Linked DNA regions of Astyanax mexicanus: region 2 is linked to region 1. The links are chromatin contacts, called in public Hi-C maps. All regions are on one chromosome and are shown on one strand. The core of a region is the stretch at or near the end of the contact, and the rest is flanking DNA. Distances in the headings are between cores, read along the strand shown. Region 1 holds the start of ube2e2 (ubiquitin-conjugating enzyme E2E 2). Region 2 overlaps ube2e2 (ubiquitin-conjugating enzyme E2E 2).

Region 1 (4,515 bases), core at 1,031-3,530:
ATCACCAGACAGAGCGTCCAAAAGAAGACCACCCTGACTGCCAGACAGAGAGTCCAAAAGAAGACCACCCTGACCATCAGAAAGAACATCCCCAAGAAGACCTCCCTAACTGCCAGAACAAGCGTCCTAAAGAAGACCACTTCTACAGCCAGACAGAGCATCCCAAAGAAGACCACCCTGACTGCCAGACACAATGTCCCAAGGGAGACCACCCTGACTACCAGACAGAGCGACCAAAAGAAGACCACACTGAAATACAGACAGAGTGACCAATAAAGACCATCCTGACTGCCAGACAGATCGTTCCAAAGAAGACCACACTAACCGCCAGATAGAGCATCCCAAAGAATACCACCCTGACCACCAGACAGAGCGTCCAAAAGAAGACCAGCCTGACCACCCAACAGAGCGTCCAAAAGAAGACCACCCTAAACACCAGACAGAGCGTCCAAAAGAAGACCACACTGAATGCCAGACAGATTGTCCCAAAGAAGACCACCATGTCCACCAGACAGAGCATCCCAAAGACATTCCCTGACCGCCAGACCGAATGTCCCTAAGAAGACCACCCTGACCGCTAGACAGAGCATCCCGAAGAATACCACCCTGACCACCTGAGAGAGCATCCAAAAAAAGACCACCCTGACCGCCAGAGTATCCAAAAGAAGACCACCCTGACTGCCAGACAGAGCGTCCAAAGGAAGACCACACTGAATGCCAGACGGATTTTCCCAAAGAAGACCACCATGACCATCAGACAGAGCATCCCAAAGACCACCCTGACCGCCAGACCGAGCATCCCAAAGAAGACCACCCTGACCGCCAGACAGAGTGTCCCAAAGAAGACCACCCTGACTGCCAGACAGAGCGTTCCAAAGAAGACCAGCCAGAATGGCAGACAGAACATCCCAAAGAAGACCACCCTGACCACCAAACAAAGCAACAATACAAGACCACCCTGACTGCCAGACAGAGCAAACCAAAAGAAGACCACCCTGACTGCTAGACAGAGCGTCCCAAAGAAGACCACCCTGACGTCTCTGGATTTTCTTAGTCAGCTTAATGAGGTAGAGTCACCTAAAATAGCTTTCAGGTAACAGCTGTGCTAAACATCTCAAGAGTTATTATTCTCTGTATCTCCCTCCCTCTCTGTCTGTCCATCTCTCTGTCCATCTGTCTCTCTCTGTATCAATTCAAGGTGCATTATTGGCATGACAAATAGTGCTACATTCGTGTTGCCAAAGTTTTTAATCAGTAAAGTAAAAGAACAGTAAATAGTTTTAGATATGAACATTTTTTAGAGTGCAGAACAGAACAACGTATACATTTTAAAACAATGCAAAAAACATAATAATAATCAATAAGTGAATGTAATTAGAAGAAAACTGTGTATATCTTTCTGTGTCAGTTTCTCTCTCGCTTTGTATCTCTCTCCCACTTTCAAAGTATCTCTCTCTGTCTCTCTGTCTGTCTCTCTCTGTATCTCTCTTTCTGTGTCTGACTCTCTCTCTCTCTCTGTATCTCTCTTTGTGTCTGTCCATCTTTCTGTACATCTCTCTCTCTCTCTCTGAGTCTCTCTTTCTCTTGTCAGTCTCTTTGCATCACTCTCCCACTTTCCCAGTATCTCTTTCTCCTTCTGTATCTCTCTGTGTCTGTCCATCTTTCTGTCTCTCTCTCTCCATGTATCTCTCTCTCTCTCTCTCTCTCTCGGTCTCTCTTTCTGTCGTCAGTCTCTTTTATTCTCTTTCTAAGTATCTCTTTCTGTCTTTCTCTCTCTTTCTCTGTGTGTCTCTCTTTCTCTGTATCTCTCTTTTTTGAGGTGTCTATCTTTCTGTCTCTCTCTCTCTCCCTTTCGCTCTGTCTGTATCTCTCTCTCTCTCTGTATTTCTCTTTCTCTCTAGCTCTCTCTCTCTGTATCTCTCCCTCTCTCTTGTAAGTCTCTTTGCATCACTCTCCCACTTTCCAAGTAACAGTTATGTCTTTCTCTCTCTGTATCTCTCTGTGTGTCTGTCCATCTTTCTGTCTCTCTCTCGGTTTCTCTTTCTGTCGTCAGTCTCTTTGATTCTTTTTATAAGTATCCCTTTCTGTCTGTCTCTCTCTTTCTCTGTGTGTGTCTCTCTGTCTGTCTCTCTCTCTCTCTGTGTATCTCTCTTTTTTGGTGTGTCTATCTTTCTGTCTCTCTCTCCCTTTCGCTCTGTCTGTATCTCTCTCTCTCTCTCTCTCTCTCTCTCTCTCTCTCTCTCTCTCTCTCTCTCTCTCTCTCTCTCTCTCTCTCCCTCCTTCAGTTATATAGAGAGTAGTCGGGGGAGAAAGAGAGCGGTCGGTTGGTTGGTCGGTCGGTCGGATTGTGGATTATCTCTGGGTCTCTTCGGGGTTTTATCGTCGGTTTTAATCCGATTTTTTACCGGATCATCGGCGGCCGTTTAGCAGGTAACCCGTTCTCGCATGTTTGATGGGAAGTGCGCGGAAAAAGTGGGTAAAAAACGTCCCGTGGAAAGTGCTGGTGTTTTCTTCCACTGAGGGGGGGATGTGTGTGTGTGTGTGTGTGTGTGTGTGTGTGTGTGTAGCCTTTGTGCGGGTAGCCGGAGCAGGCCGGGCTCCTGGTGGTCTGGTAGCCGCTCTGAGGGGCGGTTTCCCCGGCCTGACCGCTGACCGAGCTCCGGTCTTCGGCTCGGCTCCTCCGCAGCTCCGCTATCTTCACTCTCGGGCCTTTCCTCGGCTTTAACACCGCCCTCCTCCCCCTCTAACCCCGCAGAACCACAGCAGACCCCTCCATCCAGCTCCAAACCCTTTATTTCCCCGTATTTTCGCTCTGTTTTTGCTCTGTACATCTTTTTTGACCCGCTTTTACTGCTAGCTTTTATCCCCTCAGAGTGCTAACCTAACCTAGCTTAGCATAGCTACCTAAAAATAACCCACCGTTTAAAAACAACGTTTTTTTAGTAACCTAGGTAACGCTACAGTTAGCTGGATAGGTTAGTTAGCTAGTGGTGTACGATACTGACCAATTTACCAGTATTGGTACCGATACCGATACTATCAAATACAGAGTCAATATATCCTAGCTAGTATATCCAATACCGATAACGATACAATACTTCTAATTATCTAAATAAAAGCTGCAGGTGGATAAGCCTTATGTTATGTTGAATCTGGAGCCTAAAATATGCCTTTCAAATATCAGTTAATCTGATTTTGCTATTTATAGGTTTGAGTAAAATGAACATTTGTTGTCCAATTCTAAAAACTACAGACAACATTTCTTCCAAATTCCATATAAAATATATATTATTTACAGCATTTATTTGAAAAAAAAGAGAAATGCCTGAAATATCAAAAAGTAGTTTAGAAATCAATATTTGGTGGAATAACCCTGATTTTAATCACAGTTTTCATGCGTCTTGGCATGTTCTCCTCCACCAGTCCTACACACTTTATGCCACTGGTGCAAAAATTCAAGCATTTCAGTTTGGTTTGATGGCTTGTGATCATCCATCTTCCTCTTGATTACATTCCAGATGTTTTCAATTTGGTAAAATCAAAGAAAATGCATAAAGCTTTAATATAATCTCTTATATTAAATGGCCTGGGTGCATCAGCTGAGCTTTACAAGCTAGTTGTAACGTTGTAACTAATTGTACAATCGTACAAATTCATAATTCACAGAAGGTTGTAATATCTCTTAATAGTGTTCATGTTAATACACTGGCCCCGGTTGCACCAGCTGAACCAAGTTCTAATCTAGGCTGACTAGGCTGACATTTTTGGTAAGATCAGATTTACACATACATAGATCACAGCAGTCATTGTTTTATTTCCACCATTAATTGAATCATGTTCATTTTAAAACCCAAGGCCTGTTTGCACCAGCTGAGCATAGGCTAGTTGCAACCTAAGTTTGTATAAAGTCCAGATTTATGCATTACTAAATCAAAACAGGTTGCACCAGACAAAAATCTATGTAAGAGTAAATATGGCTTGTACAGAGCACTTCCAGCAGTATTACATAAATCACTTTTGCCACTAAGTGTTAAGTGGCAAGCTATGTTCTTTAGTACCAGTTGTACCAAACGTTTTTATAACAAACATCTTATTTATCCACCAAAGCATGCATTTGAAGCGCTGGCAGTTTTACATCTTCAGTCATTGTGAGGGAACTTCAAGACAAATAAACCTCTAAGTAAACAAAGCCAAAAAGCTTTGTTCCTGAACGCTAGCACTGATCCAGTAGCAGTACCGGTGTTTATATTAATAGTATTGACATTTCTTATGTGTTGTCATCAAGCTGTAACATTCCCGTGATGTTTTAGCATTGAGGGCATGTGGGGCTGTGTCATCTAAATGTTTTATGACCCATTTTCTCCATTATAACGAGCCCTCTGAGCTCACAGCCCAGCAGCAGCTGTGTTATCAACATGTCACTGTTAATAGCTGCTTCTGCCTCCGAGCAGCTCCATTACAACAAGCTTTTCGTCTGCTGTGTAAGTTTAGTTCTGCTGCTTGTGTGCCGGACTT
Region 2 (4,515 bases), core at 1,265-3,764, 38 kb after region 1:
TTCGCCCGGAGGCTGTAATCATTAGCATTAGCGCTCTGCTAACCCTCCCGCTCATCAGCACTCATTTTCGTAAACAGCACAGCAGAGACGGCTTCTTTATCCGAGCACGACTTCGCCTGGATTTATGACTAACTGCATCTGCTGCTTCCAGCGTGTAATTGGCCCCGGTGATCGCGGCGCTTTCCTCTGCACCCGGCCACCAGATGTTCCTCGCTCATCATTATGCACACGGCCAGATCACACGCTGCGCTGCTTATTCCTTTCATATTTCCTTCATGAAGATGACAGAGGAACTGGGCGTGATGGATCTATAAGACTGTCTGGGAGAGTTTGGACAGCAGTAATTGGTTAACAGTTGGAGGTGCAGGTTCTAAATATTGGAATTAATCTTTGATCATTTGTAATATTCCAATAGAGGTGAGGAAATATGTCAGTTTTATTGTATTGTCATGGATGAGTTCCTTATCATGGTAATCAGGGTATACTGCAGTGGTGTGCAGTGAGGCCCTTTTAACCCTTCAGAGAAGGGGGTGACATTAGGTGCACGAAAACCATTACATAAATTTTCAACAAGAAATATATATTGTAATTATTGTAAAATGTAAGCATATATTATTCAAAGCATCAGTCTGTGTTTTTCAGTTTCTATAGGACGCATATCTGATTGACAGCTGTACTAACCAATCAAAACTGCGTTTTTAAATGGCTTCTGCCCCTGTATGCATGCGATGCCCCTTCTACTGATTTTTGAAGGGTGTAGTAAAGAGTCTATTAACAAAATCCTAGGACAATATAACCAATCAGATTCATGATTTTCACTATGGGGCGGGGCCATGGCTGTCTAACACTGTCTCAGCTGTGTTCTGATGAAGGGGCTACGAGTTGGTTAGTCATAAAGCTTTTATAAAACTGCGAATTCAAATAAGTCATATCCAATGTGAAACTAACTCACAATAATAGGCCACCTGGCGAGTTTTTGTGTGTACTTAATGTTTTGGCTGGTCTGGTGTACTGTAGGCATACAAATAACTGAACATAGTTGAACAGCTGTAACAATTACTGGTAGGAAAATTAAGCAATGATGGTTGTGGTCTGTTGTACCTGGTACTTTTGTCTTTTGTAGCTGTGTTTATGGGCTGATAATGTGTATTAAGTTAATGTAACTAAGTGAAGACAGAGAATATGTAGTTGTAATATTCATACATTTCAGTGCATGCAGAAAGGGTTCCCACTGTATTAACTGCTCGACACAGGTATACCGGTACTGAAGAATACAAATTGTGGCATTTTTTATGGTGTAAAGAGGTGTTATTTTCAGGGTTCAGTTTACAGTTCACAACAAACCATGCAAGAACATTGTCTTCACTTCATTGTTCAGACCTCTCTTTGAGGTAGGAGCAAAATAAAGTTAATACAGCAAGAAGATCCTGTGTTAATAGGTTAATTCAGTAGCTGTACACCCTGCAGTGCCCCTCAATGTGTATACTCTGGTGACGTCAACAATGTGCAGTGCTATAAGTGTGGTTTTAACAGGCACGCTTTTTGGGACACAGCCACCATTACCGCCTAAAAAAAAATAAAGAAAAATTCGGCCCGTCCTCAGATTCAGCAGAAGAACACAGAGCTGTTTCAGATATCTGTCAGTTTAGAATATCAGCTGTGTTTATAGTAATATTAGAAATGGAGAAAAATGCAGATTAAGACTATAGCGCTTTTGAGTCCACGCTAAATTTGTTAGCAATTAAGTTATATAACAAGCTAAGATTACAATAATCCATTTACCTGTGGAATTCTTACAGCACATTAAATGTGTACAATTTGGACTAAAAATCGTTTATTTTTTTTCCTTTCAGTAATTTGTTTTATTGAGAAAAAAGTTAAATTAAAACTATAATTTGGAAGACTAGAACATTGAAATTAATAGCATTGAAACAAAGATTAATTGTTTAATTAAGATTTACCTTATTAAAGGGTGGAATCACTGGGGAAACATTTGTGTGTTCATAATAAAAGGTAGTGAATGTATTCTAATGTTTTTAGAGGTTGTTACTTTCTGTGAGTTTTCCTTTTGTTTCCTCATGCTTTTTTAATAGTTGAATGAATTTCTGCATGCTTTGTTTGTTTGTCAATCAGTTAAAGTAAAAAAAAATAACTGAATATTATACTGGATGCCTTAAAAATCTCTTAAAAACAAAATTCTGTAATTACCTGATCTTTACATACCCAGGCAAAGCCCTTGCGTACCAGCACAACACAGAAGCAAGGAGGTGGTCATAATGTTATGCTTAATCAGGTGATATATCAGTAGATATATCAGTCGATATATTTGCGTATCATTATGTGTTTTATTGTGTTTGCTGCACGCGTGTGTTCCTCGCTGAATAAGAGCTCGGGGGTAATTATATAAAATTCAGCCGATTGTTTATTATCCCGAGCAGCTGGACGCGTTCCCAGCCTGCTGTTGGAACGGGGCCAGTCAGGATCGTGCTGACAGCAGTGAAGCAGCGATGGGGGAGGGGGAATGCTATAAATCCTAAATATGGCACTTATCTGCGAGGGAATCCAGCAGAGGTGGCAGCCTTTTGATTCAGAGTGGCTATTAAAGCTCAAAAGAAAGACCTTTCTGCGCGGCGCTACGCGGTGGTGTAGATATTACCTGCTGTCTGCAGTCGTTTCAGCTGTTAGCCTCACTTTAGGAGGTGTGAGGATCAGTTCCAGCTCTTATCATGCCCTCGCTGGGGAAATGCGTGTGGAATAAGGCCAGATTTAAACGTGCATGAAGAATGAAGTTTGGATGACGTTTTTATGTTCAAATGTTTGTGAACACCCCTGGTACAGCTTTTAAAATGAATGCACGGGTCTTTTCACCGATTGGATGCCATTTGTAGTAACTCCAAGGGTCCTATTTTAGCAATCTGTAGGTGAGAAGCTTGTTAGTGTGTCTTTGCTATCGTAGCGACGGGAAAAGTACACCTTGTGCGTCTCCAAATGAGCGAAAGGCATGTAATTATTCTCTTAATTAATTGTGGGTGTGGTTCATTTTGGGCGTAACGGAAAATAAACCCATCAGTGTGTCACTTGCTCATCATTCCCTTTAAGAGTCAGGCGCTCTGACTTTGGCGGATTGCAATTTTAACAGCGCATCTACCTGGACATGTTCAATAAACGCTTCTCAGCAGAGGAAACTGACCTGCTCATTCACGCTGTAAAGGAGCTATTACAGCAATGTTTTTGTATTTAGTATTCAGTTGTATTCAGTTGTATTCAGGTTGTATTCAGTCAGTGGCACACCTGTGTTTTCCATTGCCAAGATAGCAATACACCAGAAATTTCCCTGAACACACCTCATTTCCAGACCACCACACCCATCAGTGTAGATATATTCAGAAGCTCTGTTACTATTTAAACAATACAGGCAGAAGGGGTCTAAGGTAGCAATGAACATCATGACACACCTCGTACAGGGAAGGGAGTAAGATAGGGCTTGAGGTACTGTCTAATACACAATTCTGTACTGATGCAGTTTTTATGTCCAGGAAAACACTCTCCTCACTCATTGCTCACTCAAGTACTGATAATATCGCTCCATCCCTCTACATTGTCCTTGACATCATTGTGGTGATTTAGCTCTGTTTCTAAGGTCACTAGATCAGATCTCACGTGGGCTACAAACAGATCTGCCATCCTTTCATTTATTCTTCTCGGCTGGTCCAATCAATAGCTTGCATTGATTAATGGTTTAGTTACTTATTCACCTGTAATTAGCTTGTTGTTAGCTCCAGATGCTGTGACTAATCTTTTGTTAGGTAGGAGAATGGACGGATAATGAAAGAATCCTGTATCACTCGTAACTCTTCCTGGTTTAAGCCTGAAAGAATTAGAAACATTAGGATAGTGTATGGACCCTATAAATGGCTTAAATACAGTGTTGTGCATGAATGAGTGAATGGGGTTAAATGGCTAAAAACACAAACTAATATAGTGGATAGTATCTATCCACTTGACCTGGATCTGGAAAGTAGATTGATGTTTTTCACAAATATATACATACCTGTATATTTTTAATTATGTCAAAATAGGGATTTACTAATTTTGTTTGTTTTAAAATCTTAATCTGCCCTATTTATTTGTGACGTTTTTAAAATCTTATCTTATAATTACCCTGTATAACATTTTTTCTAAATTTACTAAAAACATTCCTATCAACCTCCAAATGCTTGTGGCAGTACTTTTCTGCCATTTTTTTCCCTTTTTTGTTTCTGGTCTAGGGCTGCCATCAAAGATTATTTTTGAAAATCGTTGAATCAATCGTTAATTAAATTTAAAAAAGCAAAAGTTGATTTCCAGCATTTTTAAATGACCTAACCTGTCTTTGTACTAATGTTGTTTTTTCATAAGAAACATACAATATATCATTATTAAAAAGCTAATGCTAACTTGTTTGCTATAATAACGTAGACCTAATTAATTGATACTTCAATTAGTTGCCAGCTATTCAACAAGTTGTTTATTAGT

The links. Hi-C and Micro-C count contacts between places; a contact is called where the count stands out from the background.
Region 2: a contact with region 1 is called in a Hi-C map of muscle, with 5 times the contacts expected there. The contact joins the enhancer-like site here to the promoter of ube2e2 in region 1. A contact is called at or near these places in 2 of 3 Hi-C or Micro-C datasets (both in muscle).

What each region holds. Positions count from the first base shown.
Region 1 is chr1:123,956,571-123,961,085 of AstMex3_surface, forward strand. ube2e2 (ubiquitin-conjugating enzyme E2E 2) reads left to right here and starts at 2,281. Exons shown (of 6, transcript XM_007241069.4): 1 at 2,281-2,430.
Region 2 is chr1:123,993,842-123,998,356 of AstMex3_surface, forward strand. All of the region lies in intron 3 of ube2e2 (ubiquitin-conjugating enzyme E2E 2), which reads left to right. Among protein-coding and RNA genes, the nearest start is that of LOC111190071, 15 kb to the right of the region's middle. Within about 2 kb of position 2,515, the one cell type or tissue checked has an H3K27ac peak away from gene starts, as active enhancers do.